2 separate regions of the Mus musculus genome follow, and region 1 is linked to region 2. A link is a contact called in public promoter capture Hi-C data. All regions are on one chromosome and are shown on one strand. The core of a region is the stretch at or near the end of the contact, and the rest is flanking DNA. Distances in the headings are between cores, read along the strand shown. Region 1 holds the start of Rabggta (Rab geranylgeranyl transferase, a subunit). Region 2 holds the start of Abhd4 (abhydrolase domain containing 4).

Region 1 (5,879 bases), core at 2,491-4,990, 1.5 Mb after region 2:
GCAGGTCGTCCAAGTAGGCTGCTCTCATCGGGTCCACAGCCTGGTGGGGAAGCAGGCAGTTATGGGGTGGGGGGGATGTCACTGCCTCCTAATGGCCCACTGGGCCTCCCCTGGCCTGTCTTCCCCAAGGCCCAACTTGCTTTGAGGGTACTGAAGTACTCCAGTGTTTCTTTCTCGTAGAGGAGGGGGTCCAGTGCCCTCATCAGGAGGATGATGGTCAGCAGGCACCCTAGGGAGAAGGGGGAGAAAGGTGTACAGTCTCTTGAGACCCTCTGCTCGGGGAAGTTCCCTGGAAAGGCTTTCTCTCCGTGTGGTTTTTGGGAGCTGGCTTAGGCTCTCACATTTATTCTCAGGCTCCAGTTCCTGCAGCTCCTTACAGGACTCAAGCTCGGACTGTAGCACTGTGGACTTCTCCACGGACAGCTCACACCTGAGAGCGGGAAGGTTAGGGAAGGCATGTTGCCTACAGCCCAGAGTTCTAAGCCATCCTCCTTCCCCGGGGCCTATGTCTCCTGCCCCCAACTGCCTAGTGTCTAGACCCTCTGTTTGTCCATGGGTTTCTTGTCACCTGAACAACTGTTCATCAGTGGCTGAGTCTCGGCACCAGCACTCCTGGTGACCTAGGGGAAAGGTTAAGTAGTTGGATGGGACACTGTGGGGAGAGGAGAGAGAAGGCTGGGGGGCTGGCGAGGCAAGGGGAGCTTTAGACAGCATCACCTTTTAAAAGCACACACTCCTTCTGGGTATCGCTTCCTGTCCAGATGACACGAAACGTGTGCTGGGGCAAGTGGTCATTGAGAGAGGCAGCAGGCAGGTCACAGAGCTAGAGCACTGGTCAAGGAAACATGCTACCTCACTGCTTTTCTGACTGTCCCACCCTAATCCTGCCCCACCAATCCCGGGATACCCAGACATGGCTGGGCCGGTTCCTGCCATCTGGAGTCCTCCATTCCACACTCAAAGGTGCCTCGTCAACCGTGAGTAGCAAGGTCCCCATCTTGGAGCCCACCTGCCACGGGGAACAAAGAAAGTCTCCTTAGCCCTCATGGCCTCAGACACAGGGTCTCACCACGATGCGCTTAAAAAAACAGCTCGACTCACTATCAGGGGACGAGAAAAGCAGACTGACAGACAGGCCTCTTCCCGGCTCACATGCAGGCAGCACAGAACATCGTGGGGCTCCGCTAGGGAGAGAAACAGCCTCGGTTTACCTTAAATGTCATCTTTGTTTCTTTCTAAGTCTCAAACATCCTGCCCTTCCCCCACTGCTTACCCCGCCCCAGGAGCCAGCGGTGATAGAACCAGGCACTCTGATCATTGGGGTCAGTAAAGAAGGCATTCTGCACCAACTCCAGCTCTGTGGGGGCCAGGAAGGTTGCGTCAGCATGGTAGGATCCCAACTCTCTCCAGCCCAAGCGTCACACAGGAACTGCGTGTGTCAGTGAGGAGGAGGAGCTAAATAAGGTGGTGCAGAGCGGGGCTAGGCAGCCATCAGGACTGGGTGCTCCTGCAAAATCCTTGCCAGGATCCTCTAGGCCACTGGTCCTTAACCTTCCTAATGCTGCAATCCTTTAACACAGTTCCTCATGTTGTGGTGACCCCCCCAACCATAAAATGATTTTCTTTGCTCCTTGCTGACTGTAATTTTGTTACTGCGATGAATCATGATGTAAATACCTGATATTCCTGATGGTCTTAGGCGATCCCAATGAAAAGGGTTGGTCAACTCCCAAAGGGGTCGCAAGCCACAGGTTGAGAACTGCTGGTCTAGGCCCACTCACCTCTCAGCAGTACATTTTCAGGGAGCCGTCCCTGGGGGCCAGAGTCTGGCTGGGGGTGCAGCTGGGGCAAGAGGCAGGAGCGATAATGCCAGGAAGAATAGTTGGAGAAGTTCCGGGTGATGAGGCTGTCAGTGAAGGCTAGTTCCTCTGCAGGCGCGACAGCAGCCTGTGCAGCTACAAATCGCCGATAGTCCCAGCAATGAACTAGAGAGGTTGAGGGAGGGAGCCTATCTCAGACGCAGGACAAAGAGGAGCTACTGTACTGACGGCCCCCAGAATTCCTCAGAGAGCCCTAGCAATTCCTCCATGCAAACTACATAGACTGCTCCTATACATACATCTGGTTCCGCCATCCCTTTCAGCACTACCAGGATGCTGGTGCTAGATCCTGTGTATCCCTCCCCGCTCTGAGGACCCAGTACCAGGATGCGGGGCCCATGAGGTTTGTAGGGACAGGACTGTGGACACGTACAGTTCCGCTCATCGGCCTCGAGGAAGCGAGCGCACAGCTCCAGCTCCCGGGCCCAGTTGGGCTCAGGCAGGCGACTCAGCAGCCAGCAGCGGTGGTGCCAAGTGCCATAGGACTTAGGGTTCACACGCAGACAGCTCTCAAGGAAGCCTAGTTCTGCCTTCACAAGAGCAGCCAACTCCTCAGGGGACCTGGACCCCAAGAGAAAGGGGGGTTAGAGCCTTCCAACATCCAACCCCAACTTGTCCCTCCCTTCTTGTATCTGGTCCCCCTACTATCCTATCTCTATGCCCGGCTACCCCAATCCTCCTCCAGTTCTGCACCCAGGCGAGGGCCAGGGCAGAGACCTGAACTACTACATACTTCTGGGTTTCTAGCTGCTGGAGCACTTCTCTGCGACAGTTCCAGAGGGTGGCAAAATCAGGGTTGGCTCCCAGAATCTGGCTTGTCAGTTCTAGGACGGATTCATCCAGCTCGCCTGCCTCCCGCTGTGAAGACAGGTTATAGGGTCAGGGACCACAGCCTTTCCCCAGCTCTAGGTTAAACATTATAAACTCTGAACCAGTCAATAGTGGCACTATGCAACAGGTACTGTGCAAAACCTTACATGGCCTAACAGGTATTTTCTCACTTAATCTTTGCAATACTCGTACACAGGTTGTGCAATCATCAGCTCCATTTTACAGATGAAGGCAGTTCCAGTGACTCGAACAAGGCAATACAGCAACAACAGACAGAATCAAAATTTGGATCCCTACAGTTTGACTCTAGGGTCAAGCTTTTGGTCTTTGTATTATTGGGGACTACCTCCGAGGGCCCCACCTTCTGGAAGACAGCTTGAGTGGCTGACTGGTAGAGCTTTAGCTTCTGTTCCCGCTCTAGCCTTTTGGCCTCTGCCTGCTCTTCGGACGTCTTCACCTTCAGGCGCCCATGCTACCAGGGATATGAGGATAGGATAATATGAACGCCGGTTGCCTCGCAAGGGCAGTCTTGCAGAAGCCCGGCCGAGATAGCCACGTGGGATGAGGGCATGGGCATGCAGGGGAAAGGGGCTGAGCTCAGGGTTCTCACCATGGTTTCGGCTCAGCGTTGGCGATAGGGGAGGGGTCCGGAGGCAGCCCGTTCAATCTGCCGAAAGAGATGTCAATCACAGAACCCCGCCCACACGGCCCCGCCCCCCAGGTGTTTCCCGGAAGCTGCCAGCAGGCCCAGGATAAGGATCCCCGTGAGTTAAAAGGGGGCCGGCGGCTGGCACTGTGAGGTCAGGAGGAAGCGCTCACCACAACCACGGCCTCCGTCCCCACGGATCTTTCCGAAGCCCCACCCGTCAGGGCCGAGGCACACGCCGCGCATATAGAGAGCAGTGCCCGCCCGCCCGTCCGTCCGTCCCGTGGACCCTTGCACCCCCTCCTCCACCGGCGAACTCACCTGCTCAGGGAGGAGGTGCCAGGACGTGCAACTCCGGCCGCCACCGAGTCCCAGTGTGGCTAGAGCGGCTCCGTGCTGTGTGAGGTGCGGAGACGAGGCGCTGCGCCCCCTGCAGGCCTGGCTCTTCCCATTCGCAACTCAAACTGCAGCCTTGAAGGGACTGGTATCGGCTCAGGACACCCCAAGACCAAGTTTTCAGGACAAAGGAGCTTTATTTGCCCTAGAGGGACGAAGTATAGGAATAAGAGACAAGACAGGAGATGGAGAAGGGGAAAGAGAAGAGGGGAGGGGGGGGACGGGGGGGGCAGGTATTTCTCTCGAAGAGGGGACAAAGGACTGTCTTTGAATAGAGAGGAGACAGGCATGGCCCATAGGAGAGTGGCAGTTTATAAAGGTAAAAGGGGAAATCCTGTGTTAGGATGAGGTGAATAAGGGAACGGATCTCGGTAGCTAGCTTTAGGAACTCAATCTAACGTTTTTAGCAAGACAGAGGGAGTGGAGAGAAGGGCAAGGCCTGACAGAGCCATGTTTGCCAAACTCAGGCTGGCTAGAGTCCCTTTCCAGGCTAAGTGAAGAAGTTTCTCCAGCAACCTGCTATCAGCGAGTTCTGGCTGCCAAAAGTTCTCGGTTTCCTTCCTGTTCTCTTGATTTCATCTACATTCATGGTTACTATATGGCACCCAAACCTCTCTCCAGTCCAGACGTCCACAAGCATAATGATAGTGACAATTATATAGCAGTATATGTATTTGTTGACATGGTCAAAAGCTAGAGGCAGTGGTGCTGTTTGTAATGTTCAGCTTCTCAGGGGGTCGACACAGGAGGGTCTAGAGTTTAAGATAATAGTGAGGTTTCTAATTTTTTTAAAAATTGAGTATCACTGGGCAGTGGTGGCACACTGCCTTTGATCCCAGCACTCAGGAGGTAGAAGCAGGCAGTTCTCTGAGTTAGAGGCCAGCCTGGCTTACAGAGCGAATTCTAGAACAGCCAGGGCTACACAGAGAAACCCTGTCTAAAAAACCAGAAAGAAGAAAAATGTAGTTTCGCTTATATGTCCTAGAGATATTTCAAACTCTAAAAGCTAAAAAAGAGTCCCCCCCCCCGTCTCCCCCCTCTGAGTGCCAGCTTTATCATCATTGTTGCACTAAGTGGCAGTGTTCTCAAAGCTTTTTAGTCTCTTTAATAACCATTCAGTGCAGTTGCCACTAAGGCTGTTGCAATGTTCTTCATCCTGTGTTCTCTCTACTTTCATTCACCGTGAGCCATGGAGACAGATTTAAAGTATCCACTACCTGCCCAGCCCTTTTCTAGGTCCTCTTTTAGGTAACGTATTCTAGAAGAAAAGAGATGCTTCTTCTGGCCTTGTGTACTTCAGTCCCAGTGGGGGAAACAGCTGAGTCACTGGTTATCTTTGCTCCTGGCACTGTGATGGGAGCTCTGTATTTTTAATGCATGTGAGCGCGCGCGCACACACACACACACACACACACACACACACACACACACACACACACACACAGAGGACCACATGTGGAAGCCAAAGCAGAGTGATTAAAAATACGTCTCAGCCTAACTTTGTGGCTCACACCTGCAATCCTAGCACTTGGGAGGCTGAGGCAGGAAGGCCCTGAGTCTGAAGCCAGCCTGGGATATGCACTGAGATGTTAAGTGAAAAAGTTAAAAGGCTGGATTGGATGTCTTAGAGAACACCTGTAACCTCAAGGCATGGGACAAGAGAAAGAACCCCAAGTTCAAGGCCAGCCTGGGTTAGAAAAGGAGTTCCGGGTTAGTTTCTGCTATGTAATCTCAAAAACAAACGAAGAAACAAACAAAACAAACAAACAAACAAAAAGCTCCAACAACAAAACAATCATAGAAGAAAAATTTATCTAGATGCTTGAGTTGATGTTGTGATTAAATAAACTACCGGTGTGAAGTGCTTTGAATAATGACTATATTGAATAAATACTCAGTAAATAATAATATAGCAAAGGTATTATAGTTATTATTTTTATTTTTCCTGACAAACATGCAAGAAATGGAGGTTCAAAAAGATTACTAGCTTGCTGAGGGCCACCCAAGTAGTAGTAGTAAGTACCAGGTAAGACAGCCGTGATTCTGGGCTAGTCTCCCCTCAACATCCATATTTTGTTGTTATTGCTGTTTGGCAACTTCTGGATCTTGTTTCTTGTTCTGTAGGC
Region 2 (5,518 bases), core at 2,483-4,982:
TTTGTTTTGTGTTCAGTATATGAACATAACTAAACTCTCAATAGGGATTCATACGGTCATTGGTTTTGAGTAGTGTGAGTCAGAACATTACTATGTGTAAAAAGCTCATGTGCAGAGGGATAGTAGATAAAAGTTCAAGTTCCAGAGTCAGACAAAGAGGGTGTTAAACTTTGATTCTACATACTACTAATTACTTAACTTGAGACTGATCACTTAACATTTAATTCTTGCTTTCCTTCTTTGTGTTCTTTTTGACAAGGTTTCTTTATGTAGCCTCGCCTGGAAATTACTATGTATCCCAGAATGGATTCAAATTTGCAATCCTCCTGCCTCTGCTTACTGAGTGCTGAAATTTCAGGTATATGCCACTATGGTCTCATTTTCCATCTCCATGACATGGAAATAACAATACCTGAATCACAGCACTGTTTTCGTTGGGGTTAAATGAAATAATGTCAAACATTAAGCAGCAAAGTCCAGAGCCCATGATAAATGCCCAGAAGATGTTTGCACTTGCTAACAATTATTCATTCTGACATGAACGACCTCTGTTTCTCCAAATAATTAAAACTCGGCCATACTGCAAAGCTCCAATACTTTGGGCATGCAAAAGATGATGCTAGCACTGTAAATCTGATGACTGGCAAAGACACATTGGGTTTTAAGTCAAATCAGAAGTCAGAGAAGACCTTAGAGGCTTCATTACTAAGGTGCTCCACAATATAAGATATGGGAGAGTAGAGGGGGCATACTCTGTGATTCTTCCATTCTTTCTCCTAAGAAATTATATTATCAGCCCGGCAGTAGTGGTGCACGCCTTTAATCCCAGCACTTGGGAGGCAGAGGCAGGTGAATTCCTGAGTTGGAGGCCAGCCTGGTCTACAGAGTGAGTTCCAGGACAGCCAGGGCTACACAGATAAACCCTGTCTCAAAAAAAAAAAACAAAAACAAAACAAAACCAGAAAAAAAATAAAAAAAAGTACAGTACTTTATGTACTCTTTTTGTATCAAATCATGTATGTTTTAAAAGATATGTTTTTAAGATAGGATATATTCTTCCATATGTGTCTTGACTTCAAGATAAGAAGGGGAGAATACATTTTTCTCTCCAGAGGCCTGTCTAGAGTAGGTACCAAGAGTTCATTTCATTGTATATAATTCTAGAAGATCTACTCAATCCTGAGTTATATCAATTCTGGGAATACCTTAGGATAACTTTTGTTATAAAGAACATTTTCCATATACTTGAAATTCTTCCTTCTAAACAACTATGCTAACGCTTATTTGGAACATGTGGAGACAGAATACTAATGCTCTCTGCATATATGTTCTAGAATCTAAAGTCCTAATACCAGTCGCACCTGATCAGCCTTTCCCAAAAGGACCCACATTTTATAGGTTATCAGATTATGGGAGCTTTTGTTGTCCTAGAACTTAGTACTTCATTCTGTCAGCTACTTAGTACTTAGTACCCTCAGAATTTAGTACTTCATTCTTAGCACTTAATGCTTCATTCTGTCAGCCAGGCATGCTTACTAGCCTGCTTGTCCATGCATTCACCAAGTGCCAAGCACATACCTTGCTGTGGGCAGGGAGCAAAGCAGGGTGCTAAACAGACAAGACTCCCCCCTGAAACTTAATTTCTGGAGGAGGGGCAAATGAGTATGGATTATGCAAGAGCCTTTTAAAATGGTGTTCTGAGGAAAATAAACTAAAGTCATGTGGTGCCCTGATGATGGGGGTCTCTTTTAGAAGGAGGGAAGTTTGAACTAAGTTCTGACTACATAGTTGCCAGCTCTCCAAAACCAGCCTGGGGAGTCTGTGGGGGGGGACCACCAAAAAAGATGACTTCCTTTCTTTTTATCATTGGATTCTTTGTGTAACATAATGTTTGGCTTTGGACATAAGATACATCATTGTTAAAGTACATATGCTAAATCTTCTTTGAATTGCCTTAGTGAATTCTCACAAGCCACACACTCCAGAAGCAGCAGCAGCCAGACAAAATGACTTGCCCAAGATCAGGAAATAAATGACAAAGCTAAGAACTTGAACTTAACCCAGACTTCTGGCCATGGGTTCTATTTGTTTAACTAGTGTGTCTTCTGGAACACCAGCACCTTCAATGCAAAAAAAAAAAAAAAAAAAAAAAAAAAGCAGCTTTCTAGCCTCAAACCAAACTAACTGAATTAGATTCTGAGGATGGCAATCAGGAGGCTGCGTTGTTATCAAGCCTACCCAATGACTGTGTATAGTGAATTGTGGGACCACTGAGCTTGGCTAAAATCATGGATGGACATTTCTGAAAATTCCAGTTCTCTTCAACTTTAAACCCTTATAATGATCAGTTTAACATTGTGTTTCTGGAAAGAATAAATCTCAGGTTCTCTTCGGTCTTTCAAGAAGACCAAAGAAAAATACTGTAGGACTAGGAACATAGCTCCACTGCTAAAGTGCCTAGCTAGCAAGCAGAAAGCCCTGGGTTCGATCCACAATCCTGAATCAACAAGCCTGGCAGAATACCCTATAATCCCAGCACTCCAGAGATAGAAACAGGAGACTCGGAAGCACAGATCATCCTCAGATACACATCCAATGTGAGGCCAACCCAGGACACATACACCTTGACGTGTGTGTGTGTGTGTGTGTGTGTGTGTGTGTGTGTGTGTAAGAGAGAGAGAGAGAGAGAGAGAGAGAGTCCTCAGTAGATTCTTTCCCCTTAAGTATGATTAAACTACTGCAGTGGATAATCAGAAAGGGAGCGGCTCCAGGGATGCCACACCCCCTTTGCCATTTCAAGTGAATTCTGAAGCCAGCTTCAAGATGTGTCCCGCCTCTCTGCCGAGCCAGCCTGAAATGTGCTCAAAACTTCTGGGTTAAGTCACTTCACATCCCACATCCTTAATCTTATATCCACATACCTAATCACGCCCAGCCTTATGCGTTAGGCCTTTAACTGGCCCTCCTCTGGGAGGTCCACCGAATGGAAGGAAGCAGGATACTGCTACTTTTTCCTTGGAAAGTAGGTTGAGGCAAGACATCCCCAGAACAGAGAAATGCTTATGCTGACAGGTGTCACCCCTCATCTTAGAGCTGTGAATACAGGATGCCCCAAATACTACAGGGAGCCTACTTAGCTTTAAACTTTGCTGTCTAAAATTTAACTAGGCAGCATGCTTTTTGTATTTCTGGAACCGGGAAATCTTGGGTTACAATATCCGAGGCCCTTTTATAGGAAGCACCCTTATGACTCCACGGACATCTAAACCATTTCCATAGGACTACCAAGGCAGATGAAGCGTCTGTGACCTGAGATACAGAGGGAAGCTTGAGAACGTGAGCAAGAGGCAAAGCAGTTCCTTCACTCTTTAATTGAAGGAGGTGTGGAGGCGGGGCTGGTGGCATTCCAGTGAGGAACTTTGAGTTTTAAACTACCTGTCTTCCTGTCTCCCTCACTGTCCCCCAAAGGGATGTGATCCGGATTAAGGAGCCTACTTTTGTGGGACCGTAGTGTTCAGCCTGGACGCAGGCCAGAGGGAGCAAACAGAAGGAAGCACCCAACTGATTGCTGTCCATGTGCTGAGTCGGTTGGTCTGCCAACTTTGCCCGCTAGAACCCCGCTAGCGACCCAGGCCCCGCCTCCGGCCCCGCCCCCTTTGTTATCCGATACTTCCCTGGGTCAGCTGGTTCTGGCGTCGAGCGGAGGGATGGGCTGGCTCAGCTCGACCCGGCAGGGCTTGTTTACTATGGCTGATGATCTGGAGCAGCAGTGAGTTACTCCTGTCCGTTTCTCTTTCTGTCTCTATCTGTCCGGGCCAGGATCCGGGGACTGTCTGTAGTTGCGGACAGCTTCAGACTCCCCGCCTTTCCTTTCAGGTTGGCTTCCAGGGAGGGATGGGTTGCGCTCAGGAGCCCCGGGAGCGCTGAGAGATGAGAAGGCTGCGGAGCTGGGAGAGTGTTGAGGGTTAAGCTTGCGTTCAGCCTGGGGACTCTGACTTTCCACTAGTCTTCGCGATCGCCCCTCTGGTAGCCCAGTTAGATTAGTGGTAAAGCACGAGGAATAAGCTAGCTCTTCCCGATGCGGACGTGGTGCTTGTGGAGACTTGCCCGGAACTAAAGTCGTGGGTGTGAAAAGCCCTTGAAGGACAAGGCATGGGTAGGAGAAGTCTCCACTGCGATGGAATTAGTGTGGAACTGGCTTGCAAATTCCTTTAGCCCTTGGCCGCCTTTACGTTCTGCTTGCAATCCTAGTTGATAGTGTTCTTAATCATAAACACATGCTTACTGCCGTGGTTTCAGAAGTAGGTTTGTTAGATTGGGATGTGGTTACTGCTCGCCCAAGGCCATCAAGTTTGAGATGCCACCTGTGTGATGGTGGTCTAACAGGATCGGGAAAAAGTTGCTTAGAGGAGAATGACTCAGCTCCAAGGGTTTCACAGGAACAGGGCCTTCCCTTGACCTAATATTTGTCCTTTTGGATCTGCAGAACAACGAAATAACTTTGTATCAATAGTAAACAATCGTGTAAGGGACCTAAAAGAACTGCCCAAGAAGAGTATTGCTTTCTAAGAGGAAATTTATGGTGCCTACAGTGACTTGCGGGAAACGGCACTAGAGCCAAAGAAGACTCAGGTCATTCAGCTCCGTTTTACAAATAAAGCAACAGATGCGGATGCCCATAGAAATTCAGAGACTTGCTCAATGTTAAGAGGCTGCTTGCCTCACTCTCCCACCTCAGCTCTCACCTCCCTAATAGCACTGACACACAGTGTGACAGGCACTGTTGCCTTTTCTCTTTCTGGATTGTTTGTACAGAAGAAAGGCCAAGCTGTGCCCATAGCTCCCTGTCCCCCAACCCCCACCCCTTCCAGGCCTGTGTGGACTGCTGCCAGTGTTGCTGTCTCATAGGGAAGCATTTCTCTTGAGCTCTGCTGTCCAGAGTTAGAGATGTGTGGGGTTCGTTCAGGTGTCATGGTCTGACTTGTTATAGCCTACAATGCAAAGAGGAAGTCTCTCTTTTGAGACTGGCCAAGATCTGTGGTCTAGGTATTGGTGCTTCATCCAGCGAGTTCCCATGATACTCAGGGTGCCCATTGTGTATGCTATGAGTAGCTGGGATGGTTCCGCCAAGGATGCCATCATCTTCTCCTGCTCAAACCCACAAGCCCTTGCTGCAACCATCCTCTTACCTTCACCTAGGCAGAGTTCACAAAAAGAGAGAAAGCATGCAAGACAGGAAAGGTAGAACAAGAACTACATTTGTGGCAGGCACCTGTCAAGGTTCACTGTATGTCTGGACCTCAACCCCTTCCGTTCCTCACTTGTGGGTCTATAGTTCAGACCCAGGAGTTCTGTATACTCCAGAGCCAGTGCTTGGCACCTCTGCTCTTCAGTGGCTGAGTCACTGGGTGTGAAAGGGAAAGTAGGATAAGTTACCAGTTTTACTCTAGGACATAGGCAAGTTTTCTCCTAGTTTTACAACCTGAAAAATGGGCCAGAGGCCACCTGTGTCTTTTGG

Evidence for each region. Promoter capture Hi-C pulls out the DNA fragments that hold promoters and counts their contacts.
Region 1: a promoter capture Hi-C map of pre-B cells shows a contact between it and region 2, with 3 times the contacts expected there. The contact joins the promoter of Rabggta here to the promoter of Abhd4 in region 2. A contact is called at or near these places in 2 of 39 promoter capture datasets (liver and pre-B cells).

The regions. Positions count from the first base shown.
Region 1 is chr14:55,718,523-55,724,401 of GRCm38.p6, forward strand. It overlaps Rabggta (Rab geranylgeranyl transferase, a subunit), which reads right to left and starts at 3,741. Exons shown (of 17, transcript NM_001360387.1): 1 at 3,679-3,741; 2 at 3,322-3,378; 3 at 3,073-3,183; 4 at 2,614-2,738; 5 at 2,254-2,441; 6 at 1,782-1,985; 7 at 1,274-1,357; 8 at 1,102-1,184; 9 at 908-1,009; 10 at 718-823; 11 at 569-620; 12 at 342-430; 13 at 141-229; 14 at 1-40. The coding sequence starts at 3,324.
Region 2 is chr14:54,255,551-54,261,068 of GRCm38.p6, forward strand. It overlaps Abhd4 (abhydrolase domain containing 4), which reads left to right and starts at 3,733. Exons shown (of 7, transcript NM_134076.3): 1 at 3,733-3,769. The coding sequence starts at 3,747.